Regions from separate parts of the Bombyx mori genome. Here region 1 is linked to region 2. A link is a contact called in public Hi-C data. All regions are on one chromosome and are shown on one strand. The core of a region is the stretch at or near the end of the contact, and the rest is flanking DNA. Distances in the headings are between cores, read along the strand shown. Region 1 holds the start of LOC101746591 (5'-3' exoribonuclease 1). Region 2 overlaps LOC101746591 (5'-3' exoribonuclease 1).

Region 1 (5,237 bases), core at 1,519-4,018, 40 kb before region 2:
TGTAAAAAGTAAATTTGCGATTCATGAAAGAGGTCCCAGAGGTTTCAAATGATCCATGAGGGATTCTCGACAGCAGAAACGGACATCATCTGTATGAAGTCAAATGGAAGTAGCTGGTAACTGGAGCCCTGGCGCACTAGTTGGAGCAGGACACAAGTCCTGCCTGATATGGATTACTGGGACAACCATTTTATAATACCACTGAGACTGACATCATAACCTCAAGATAAGTGGAAGCATTCACATTATAATGTCAATGAGTTCCAGTAAAAACTCTACATCAGGCAGAACACATTAATCTGGATTACCAATGATATTTACTAATATTGATTGAATAAATATAGAAACATGTGATATATCTATATGCCACATTCATGCAAGAGAATATCTAAACTTGAAGTTTATATATATGGCCCATAAACTATTTTAGATCTAAAATTACAACACACTAACTGTACTTCGATAAAAATATTTTTTAATGCAATTCTTATACCTTTCCATTCTCTGGTATTGCCCGTTTCATTATTTTAGCTATATTCGCGATTGGTAAAAATCTATCCTGTTCTCTTAGCGGTGCATTGCTCTTACTCCCAGAGTCCGAGTTGTTTTCATCTTCTGCAAAAATACTGAAGGTCAGTGTTCTATACAAACTTAAAGAATGCACCAATATTAACTCTTCGAATTTCTGATTTTAAAATATTTGTTTATATTCAACGAAGACTATTATATAGTAGTAAACTTGTAAGTATTATTTTGTTTATGTACTTCTTAGACGATTAAGAAAATTGTTTACCTAACACATCATCAGAATTGACAACAAATGTGTCATCCGCTACCAAAAATCCATTGTCCAATCTCACTAAGTCATTTCCAAGTTCGTCGCTATCCATGATTAGAAATTTTAGTATCTACCTTTAGTAGTAGTTCACGCTTATTAAAAAAATGCGTGCTGGATTTACAGCTCAGCGTAACGTAGTGTTTACAAAATTGTGTATTCAAGGATGAAAGAAGTAGCTATCTTCTTTGAATCATTCGTTCAAATAATCAAGAAAGAATTGATGTGTTCGCCTGAAACTACATTGACATTTATATATTTATTCACACATTGAGTAAATGGAACTTGATTTATTTTATTTTGTAAAAAATCTATGGAATCACCACTGACTGACGTATGATTTTTTTTAAGGGATTTTATAACCTGGTACCTAAGACCTTTAAGTCATATCTTATTTTAATTTATATTCATATTTTTATGAAAAATGATATTATGGAGTGAAATGAAGTGAAGATGATTAATTTGAGACATTAATCAACTGGGATGAATTTAAATGAAATGAGATAAAATTATATGGGATGACATACAATCTTAGTAAAATGGTGGTCATTTACTGAGATTTCTTCAGTGGACTTTTTTAAGGATTCCGAAAAGCTACGTCAAAGCGGCTTTGTTTCATTTTCCCACATTAATGCACTTTCACAGATATTAAAAAGTTAATAAACCACCGTTAATTACGCAAAATTACAATTTGCGTAATTACTGGTGGTAGGACCTCATGTGAGTCCAGACGGGTAGGTACTCCCCCCCCCTGTTTCTGCCGTGAAGCAGTAATGCGTTTCGGCTTGAAGGGTGGAGCAGCCGTTGTAACTATACTGAGACCTTACAACTTATATCTCAAGGCGGGTGGCGCATTTACGTTGTAGATGTCTATGGGCTCCAGTAACCATTTAACACCAGGTGAGCTGTGAGCTCGTCCAACCAACTAAGCAATGAAACAAAAAACTATCTCCTATTGCGTGGTAATGAATAGTATCATTTTAACACGAAAGTTGTACATGACTGACACATATTGACATTTTTTTGTTGAAGTATTGTTGAAGCTTTCAATATTTTTTTGATCTACTTATGAAATAATTAGACAGTATAAACGCACTTGTTATCAAAACGCTAGTAAATACGGTCATTGCCAGCTGACTGACAAAACCGGCGCATGCGCAATGTAGGCGTGAGGTGATGGTTTGCTTGTTAGATATAAAATAATTAATAATTGGGAATATAATTGTTTATATAATCGAACAATCACCAATAGTTGTCGAACAAACGATAATTGATCAAAATTAATTACTCTGAGCGATAAAAATAAAGATATCTAGTAAAGGGAGGCAACTTAAGGGTGATCATTTTGTTTAATTAATTATAACTAAATAAAAGACGAACAAACAATTTTTATATTCGAACATTAACAAACAAACGATGAACAAATAAAAAAAATCTGAAAATCAAAAAAAAGGGGCCAAATTCAGTAAGCTGGGTATTAGGTACCTATAGGTACCCTGGATACTAAATCAATTTAAAAACACTACGACTACCACGTTTATAACGTGTACTTGAAATTTGACGGACTTTTTGGTGGGAACGCGACGAGAGAGGTTGTGTGATTTGTTTTATTTTGTCTATTTAGTGTTTCTTCAGGTTTAAATGCGTAATAACAGTGGCTTATTACTTAATTAGCATCTGCGAAAGTGCAAATGTGGGAAAATCAAACAAAGCCGCTGAACGTAACTTCTCGGGATCCTCCAAAAAGTGCACTGAAAAAATCTCAGTAAATGACCACCACTTTACTGAAATTATATTTCATCCCATATCATCTCATCTCATTTCATACGATTTCATTTCATTTCATACTTTCTTTCAAAGATTAGGCTGTATGTTATGATATCTTTGCCTTTCCAATTGGAAAAGTAAAACTACTACTAATAGTTTGACGTATAAGTCAAAAGATCTATGAAGAGAAGACCATAAATTACCCAGTTAAACTATGATGGTGTGACGTGTGGTGTGTGTGTGTACCGTCCTGTGATTCTCAAAATTAAAATAAAATTTGATCAATCAATCTATAAAATTAAACTCTCAGTTACAAAAGTTGTAACTTTAGAATATAATCTTGGAGTGTTGCAATATCCAGTCCTGTGGGTGACGAACAGTGAATAAACTTAGTGCAAGCGTTTATCTCTAAATAAGGTTAACTGTTCCAGTGTTAACTATTGTCAAAAATGGGTGTCCCAAAATTTTTCCGTTATACCAGTGAAAGGTATCCTTGTCTCAATGAGCTGGTAAAACAGTATCAGGTAATTAATTTAGATACTAAATTACCTATTATTAATGGCGGAAATTAGTGCTTACACCTGTGTTCTTATTTTGACATGTAACTAAATTTGTTTCAAATGTTGTCTGTCAAATTATCATAAGTGCAATATAACTGGCTAGAATTGAATCATTTGTGATAATATGAGGGTGAAAAGATTATGGCTTCCGGTTCTGAATATTACGACACTAGCACCTTAAAATATTTCGTTAATTAATATACAAGAAAATTCATAATATAGTTATTTAGTCAACATTCAAAAAAACATTCAATATATTAAAACGTAATCAGCGTAAAAATTAAGGATATCTACTTTGCAACTTCCTGTCTAGACTTAACCTAAACAGCCAAACAATTCTAAATTAAAACAAGTACCATAAATCATTTGATACATTAAAATATATTGTAGTCTCTTGAAGGGTTAAGTTACTACTACATGGTAAAATTGACCAAAGTGAGGAAAATCACACATCCATGTTAGTGGTAGGTTTATGTCAATAAACCTGACTAAGATGTAGGCCGGTATAGGCTAAAAAGTTATGGTTTGAATTGAGTTATCTTCATTTAAAATGTTTCTTTTTTTTAAATCCATTTTTTGTGTGCAGCATTAATTGAATCCCAAGTGAAAGTTTGAAATTAAATCTTTTACAGATTCCAGATTTTGATAACATGTATTTAGACATGAATGGAATCATTCACAATTGCTCGCATCCTGATGACTCCAACCCACATTTTCGTATCACTGAAGAGAAGATATTCACTGATGTCTTCCATTATATTAGTATTTTATTTCAAATTGTCAAGCCAAAAAAATTATTTTTCATGGCTATTGATGGAGTTGCACCTAGAGCGAAGATGAACCAGCAGAGAGGCAGAAGGTATAGTCAATGGACAATAATAATAAAATTATAAATGGGACAGTTATAAGTAAGGCTTCACTTCACCAATGAAATTAATTAATCTAGAATAAATAATTGGAAGCCCATTACAACAATTTAAACATTAATTCATATTTTACTTTAATTTTTACTAGACATTTAAATTTCTACATAAAATATATTGCCGAGAAAACGGTCAAAGAAAAGTTTATCATTAATGTTCTTTATTTCACATTGCCTTTCATTAAAAATTGTAAAGTAATTCCTAGTATGAGAATAACACAAGTGGACTTGTGCCATAGATCATAATAATTGTGTGCCTATGATTGATGTAAATTGAAAAAAGTAAAATTTTACAAATGTAAATAATATTATGATTAAGAAAACAATAATTTAAGGTTCCGGTCTGCTAGAGAGGCAGAAAATTTAGAAGCAGAGGCTAAAGCAAAAGGTAAGAGTTTATTTTATTAAATCTTTTAAAGACAATGCAAGTAGCTAGGTAAGAAGATAATTTGAAATTGCTATGATTGTAGATGAATGATAGAGATAGACTACAGATTAGATACCTAAATCTTCTGAACAATGAAGTATCACTGTCAACTCCCCTATAGGACTCTTAAATATATGTTTTAACCTTGTGATCCTGTTTCTCTGATCATCAATTTTATTTAATTATCTCTATTTAATTTCATTTTTAAATCATTAATTGATACCCTTGATATGTGTGCAAACCTTCTATCTGAAAAATTCTACTTCACACATTGGTAAACACTTGATGTATGAGCTTGAGTACTAACCTCAAAAATTGTTGACACAGGGGAAGTTCTGCCTACAGAGAAGAGATTCGACAGTAATTGCATCACCCCAGGAACTGTCTTCATGGCACGCCTACATGAACAACTCAAATATTTCGTAAAGCATAAAATGTCCACAGATCCACTCTGGTCCAAAGTTAAGGTCATACTCTCGGGACATGAGGTAATTTTATTATCGACATTACTAATAAGATATAATAATTTATTAATACAATGGTCAAATTTCATTTCAAAATATCGAAACTATTATTTTAATTTTTTTTTTTTTTTTTTATTGCCTTTGTAGGCAGACGGGCATACGGCCCACCTGATGGTGAGTGGTTACCGTCGCCCATGGACTTCAGCAATGCCAGGGGCAGAGCCAAGCCGCTGCCTACCGCTTAATACTCCCCACAAGCCTC
Region 2 (5,109 bases), core at 351-2,850:
TCTCTGACGACAATAGAGATCCATTCTGCACACGTGACGTTTAGGAAAGTTAAAATAAAAAAGGAAACCTAAGTATCCAATGAGAATCCAACAAACAGACACAAAAGCAGACTTAACCAATTTTAACTAACCAATTTTGAAGTACTGCTAACAAATTTTTAAAAATTATTACAACACAAATCTACTCCATGCATTTACTTTTCTGTTAAACAAAAATTTTGTCCAAGTGTTGGCGAGCCTTGGCCAACATTTGTAGCGGTGGTTAAAAATCGGTAATTTTGTTTAAAATTTAATATTATTTATTAGTTTAAAGCTTAAAATATAACGTATACTTCATGTACTTACCGAAAGTAAGATACTCCGGCCGTTAAATTGCTTTTTCGGGCATTTTTTGCAACTTTTGAATACACACTGCGGCATTGTGAGACGGGTTGACATTGGCCGTGTCGGAAGTGAACTAAACAAAATAAGAGCTCACATTTCAAGTGCGCTGTTATTTAACGAGACGGATTTTTGCGCCGACCCGAAATCTAGTTACTATTGTTGATCGAAGATTATGTATCGTTACAACATTGTCGACGAGAAGTCTACATATGACTAATTTATTGTGTGACAAATCAAGCCAGTTAAAAAATAGTTGTATAGACGGGTGAACGAGCCGACGCCCTGTCTGTTGTTAAGTAGTTACTGGGGCCCATAGACATCACTGAACGTATGCCGCCACCCACCTTGTGACTGTTGTTCTGCCTCAGTTGTAATTGTAAAATGGCCATACGAAAAACAAACAAACAAATACCACTCATAATATGCTTTATATAATACGATATAAAGGCGTCAGTGCTTTAGGTGAAGCATACATTAAATAATATAATGAACCACCATCGGAGTGATGGCCGTAAATATGTTTGTTTGTTTGAATCGACACGTTTACGCGAGGCCTATCTGAGTCCTTACTGCGAGCTTTTTAACGTTCTCGATAGCGTAAAAGCTAACCCAATTTTGTATGCAGTTGGAACAGCGCCCCTAGCGGCAAACGTAGGCAAACGATCTCTCTCCATACAAATATGAGCTAACTTTTAGGAACGTTAAAAAACTCGCACTTAGCTCACTGAATGCCTTGAAACTGTTACAGTTGTAGTTAGCGCTTTATGAGAGCGTGTCGTAGTTCCATAATCGTAAGATAGGTGCCGCGCGAGTAGTTAAAACTAATGAGTATTATACAAATTTATCGATATACAGAGAGAATCATGGCCGGGTGATGCTAGTCAATAATAAAATATACATTATTGATTCTGTATTGTTTGCGTGTGAAAACTATTTAAAACACGTTCTTGCATTCTAAAAAACAGATTCATATCATATTTTTAGATTAATTCTATATTCATGTAAATATTGTGATGTGATCTGCAGAATATTCGTGACTAAGTGCTTTATGATTTTTGTTTGTTAGATTGAATTTTATTAGACAATATAATAACAATTTGCATAATGCACAATCACTTATTTACTTGTAACTGAAGTTGATAGTGTACTGACGTGTAGTTTTGCTTGCGTCATTTCATATATACCGTTGCCCCACGCGACATCAGAGCAGCATGTATCCCTAATACCTAGAAACACTTTTTTTTCCTACCTATTCTAGTAACCTCAAGGGGTTACTAGAATAGGTAGGTCACCTACTACCGAACTAGTAGGTGACCTCACGGGGCTTAAACCTGGCGACTAGAAACACTGCGTTCCTCCATGGCAGTTTTCCAGAGTGCATAATTAGGCCATACCATCTGACTCTTAAACTTTAACTGATTAAATTGCCTTTTGAGTTTATCTTATCTCAGTTATTACGGGATCATCTCTAGCAATTCCCAAAGTACTCTCCACATAATAAATATGATTGAAAACACAGATAATGGTAAAGTATTTTTGTAGACCTAGTTTCCATGTGTTATTTTTGTTTACTCATTTTTGTAGACCTAGATTCCATGAGTTATTTTTGTTTACTCAGTGTCTCAGTGCAGTTTAACGGAATGAGACTCGCCACACTATGTGGAACTATAACTTAAGTTCAGTCTTAGAAGTTAAAAGATTGTGTATTTAAACCTCTTAATTTTAAATACAAATATTTTCTGTAAAACATATTTTTGTACCAAACGAATTTGAATTTTATCCTTTCTGCTAAACTGTCCACATGACCTCATAGAAGAGTTTCGTACATGTCCTACATATACTGCTCGAAGTACAAGATTTATTTCCTTGTTTTGTACAATGAGTAATAATTGATTAGTAAGCTATTTGTGACAGTTACTCTTTAAAATCTGATAGCCATGTAAGCCATTTGAAATTGAATAATTATCCAATACATAGCATTTCAACATTTAGTTCCCTTTGTCAATTTATCTTATAATTATTAGATAAAGATGGAACTACATATTAACTTGAACAGCTACTTAACTAATGGACGTAATGATGTCATAGATGTTATTTTGCTGTCAACATAAAAATGAAATGTTATTTTAATTTTTTTTACAAAATTTTTACAAATTTTAGTGGCAATAAAAAATAAAACAAGAAATAATTTAGTTTTTTTTTACTTAAAGAATTGTTACCTCATCTGTCATGTAGCATCTAATCACCTGAATGTAGTGACGGATAGCCATACAACACAAGATATCTGACTGATGCCTGAATCTCGCTTACATTTTTAAGATAGCTTGCATATATACAAGTCCCAAACAACATTTAGACAATCGTTCTACCAAGCAATATCCCTCACTCGGTGGAAGATCTTCCCTTTTTCATATATCTCCCCAGAATTGTTGTATTTGAAAGACTTAGGAAATCTACTAAATGTTAATTTTTATGCATATTTTAAATTCAAATCCATAGTAATAAGTTTATGAACTATGGCATGAATCCAATGAATTTGTTTTCTAGCTCATTGTAATTTGTGGAAATCTTTAAAGAGCTAGGTGATATTTTATTTATTAGCATAACTGGCAACATGTACCTAAAACCCTCCTCTTGTTGAGCAGTTACCTCTGAGTTAAGTATGAGTGCTTATGCAATTAAGTTTATTGTTGATGATGATTTGAAGAATTAAATAAAACCAAGTTAAGATCAACAATATAGACAAAGTTTTAAAATATTTATATAATTTATTTAATAACTAATGAATTATAAGATATTTCTTATAAAATCTAGAAGTCCATAGCACCTTCTAAAAAGCACAAACAATCAACTTTATCTATTACAAGTTCCAAATCTTTCTTTGATATAACCTTCCGTTTATTTGATGATGTAAATGCATAAGTTTCTTTCACTATTGTTTCTAGAAACATTTCCTGGAACAGAAATTAGATAAATTGTACTACTGTTTTACTCTAGCACCTTGTAACACATTTAAGGGGGTGCTAATATTTTCACACACCCAATTAAGCATAAAAAATTTATTTCATCCAGTAATTTTTCCACTAACAACTAGCACAACACAATCCAGGATTTAAATTAATGGCAATCTCTGAAGGTCAAAATTTTTGGGTTACTAAGCCAGAATAAGGAAATATATACAATGCCTGAGTGGTTATTGTTATAATTTTTTTTTTATGAATACAAAACTAAGTGCATTAAATAAAGGAGCCTTTAAGCTTTAAAAAAACCTTTTACACATCGCCGAGAACAGAGGAAGATGGTGAAACATCATGTAGAGAAGGATAATGGGAGATAGTCACAACCCTCAAACATGAGGAATCCAACTCACGGAGGAGGAAGCTTTAAATAAATGTCACGTTCATTTGAAATTTTAGAAATTAAAGATAATTATTTAGGATACTTACTGTCGCTTTAGTAACCAAAAATACAGCATCGCTAGATACAATATTTACATCTGGGTCCATTTTCATAATGTTTTTAATTCTCGCTATAGGAAGCTTTGTAGATCTTATAACTTCAGTTTTCTGTTTCTTCTCATGTACTTGTTCCTCAGAGTTTAGTTCAAATTCTAGTTTGTTATTATCTGCTTCTGTAGCCTCCGTCAGTGCAAATTTTAGATGTTCATTTTCTAGATATGATTCCGAATGCTCTGTAATATCTGAAATGTCGACATCTTCGTGGCATTCTTCTTCAGACATATTTTTTAAAGATGAAAGTTTATATGTACTTTAAAAAGTAAATATTTTATTCCAAAATTTACGTGCTAATAAAATCTTACAGTTAGAACATAAAGAATAATATGCACTAAGTGTAATATTTGGCAATCGCAGAGTAAAATAATTTATTTAATAACTTAATTTACTGTATCAGTCAAAGAAAATTATGTTTGCAATAAGTTTCTATTTAAATATCTAAGTTTATTTATTTAAAAATTAAAAAACCAAACATATAGTCGGATTTTTTATTAGACGAAGTAAACTGACGTTTACTGTGTTGTCAGTTTTTGATGAAATAAAAATAGTGTTGTGACAAAGTGAACGATTGAAAAAACTCCTGAATTAATGAAATTGCCCCGATTGTCTAGTGAATAGTTAGTGTGCCGAACTGCCGATATCGGGCACGGGGTTCGAATTTTAGCCGTGCTTTGTACATACCAACGAGTTTTCGACGAAACATTATGTTCCTATGGTATCTACCTGTACTGAATACCGAGTGTTTTAAACATTAAGAAAAACATTGCGAGGAAGCTTGTAAGACTGTCCTATTTCCAATGCATCATATAGTTGAAACTATAGATGTATAAAATGTAACAATTATAGGTACATAGGTAATGAAAATAAAACAAACTGATTGTAGTTACATACTACTAGTAACATATTATTATATTGGATCACTTTAATACAATTTTATTGTAAAATATAAATAATATTCTTTTATAGTTTGAAATTAATGATTAACTCTTCACACTCATTGTTCATTTATGTGATTGAAAGAGAACTGAACGCATCACTATTACTTTAAATATAGCAACATTATTTCACAAAGTGACATTAGCTACTGTCAGCTGGCTTCGTCTAATTAAAAATCCGACTATAGTGTTGCCGTTTCTATTTTGCTTTATTCAATCGGTTAAGCAAAGGGATCTTAAGACATACTCCTTTAATAAAAGGCCGAAGGTTTACA

Evidence for each region. A called contact is a pair of places that touch in the nucleus more often than the background predicts.
Region 1: a contact with region 2 is called in a Hi-C map of whole pupa, with 3 times the contacts expected there. The contact joins the promoter of LOC101746591 here to the enhancer-like site in region 2. A contact is called at or near these places in 5 of 7 Hi-C or Micro-C datasets (middle silk gland, midgut, posterior silk gland and 1 more).

What each region holds. Positions count from the first base shown.
Region 1 is chr22:3,939,976-3,945,212 of ASM3026992v2, reverse strand. It overlaps LOC101746591 (5'-3' exoribonuclease 1), which reads left to right and starts at 2,768. Exons shown (of 32, transcript XM_012695337.4): 1 at 2,768-3,126; 2 at 3,795-4,021; 3 at 4,420-4,472; 4 at 4,839-4,999. The coding sequence starts at 3,052. It overlaps LOC101736158, which reads right to left and starts at 1,200. Exons shown (of 5, transcript XM_004931942.4): 1 at 794-1,200; 2 at 494-615. The coding sequence starts at 890.
Region 2 is chr22:3,898,707-3,903,815 of ASM3026992v2, reverse strand. It overlaps LOC101746591 (5'-3' exoribonuclease 1), which reads left to right. Exons shown (of 32, transcript XM_012695337.4): 32 at 1-2,572. It overlaps LOC101736457 (DNA polymerase epsilon subunit 4), which reads right to left and starts at 4,433. Exons shown (of 2, transcript XM_004931945.5): 1 at 3,831-4,433; 2 at 3,133-3,338. The coding sequence starts at 4,124. The coding sequence ends at 3,195. Within about 2 kb of position 1,600, at least 2 of the 8 cell types and tissues checked have open chromatin away from gene starts, as enhancers often do.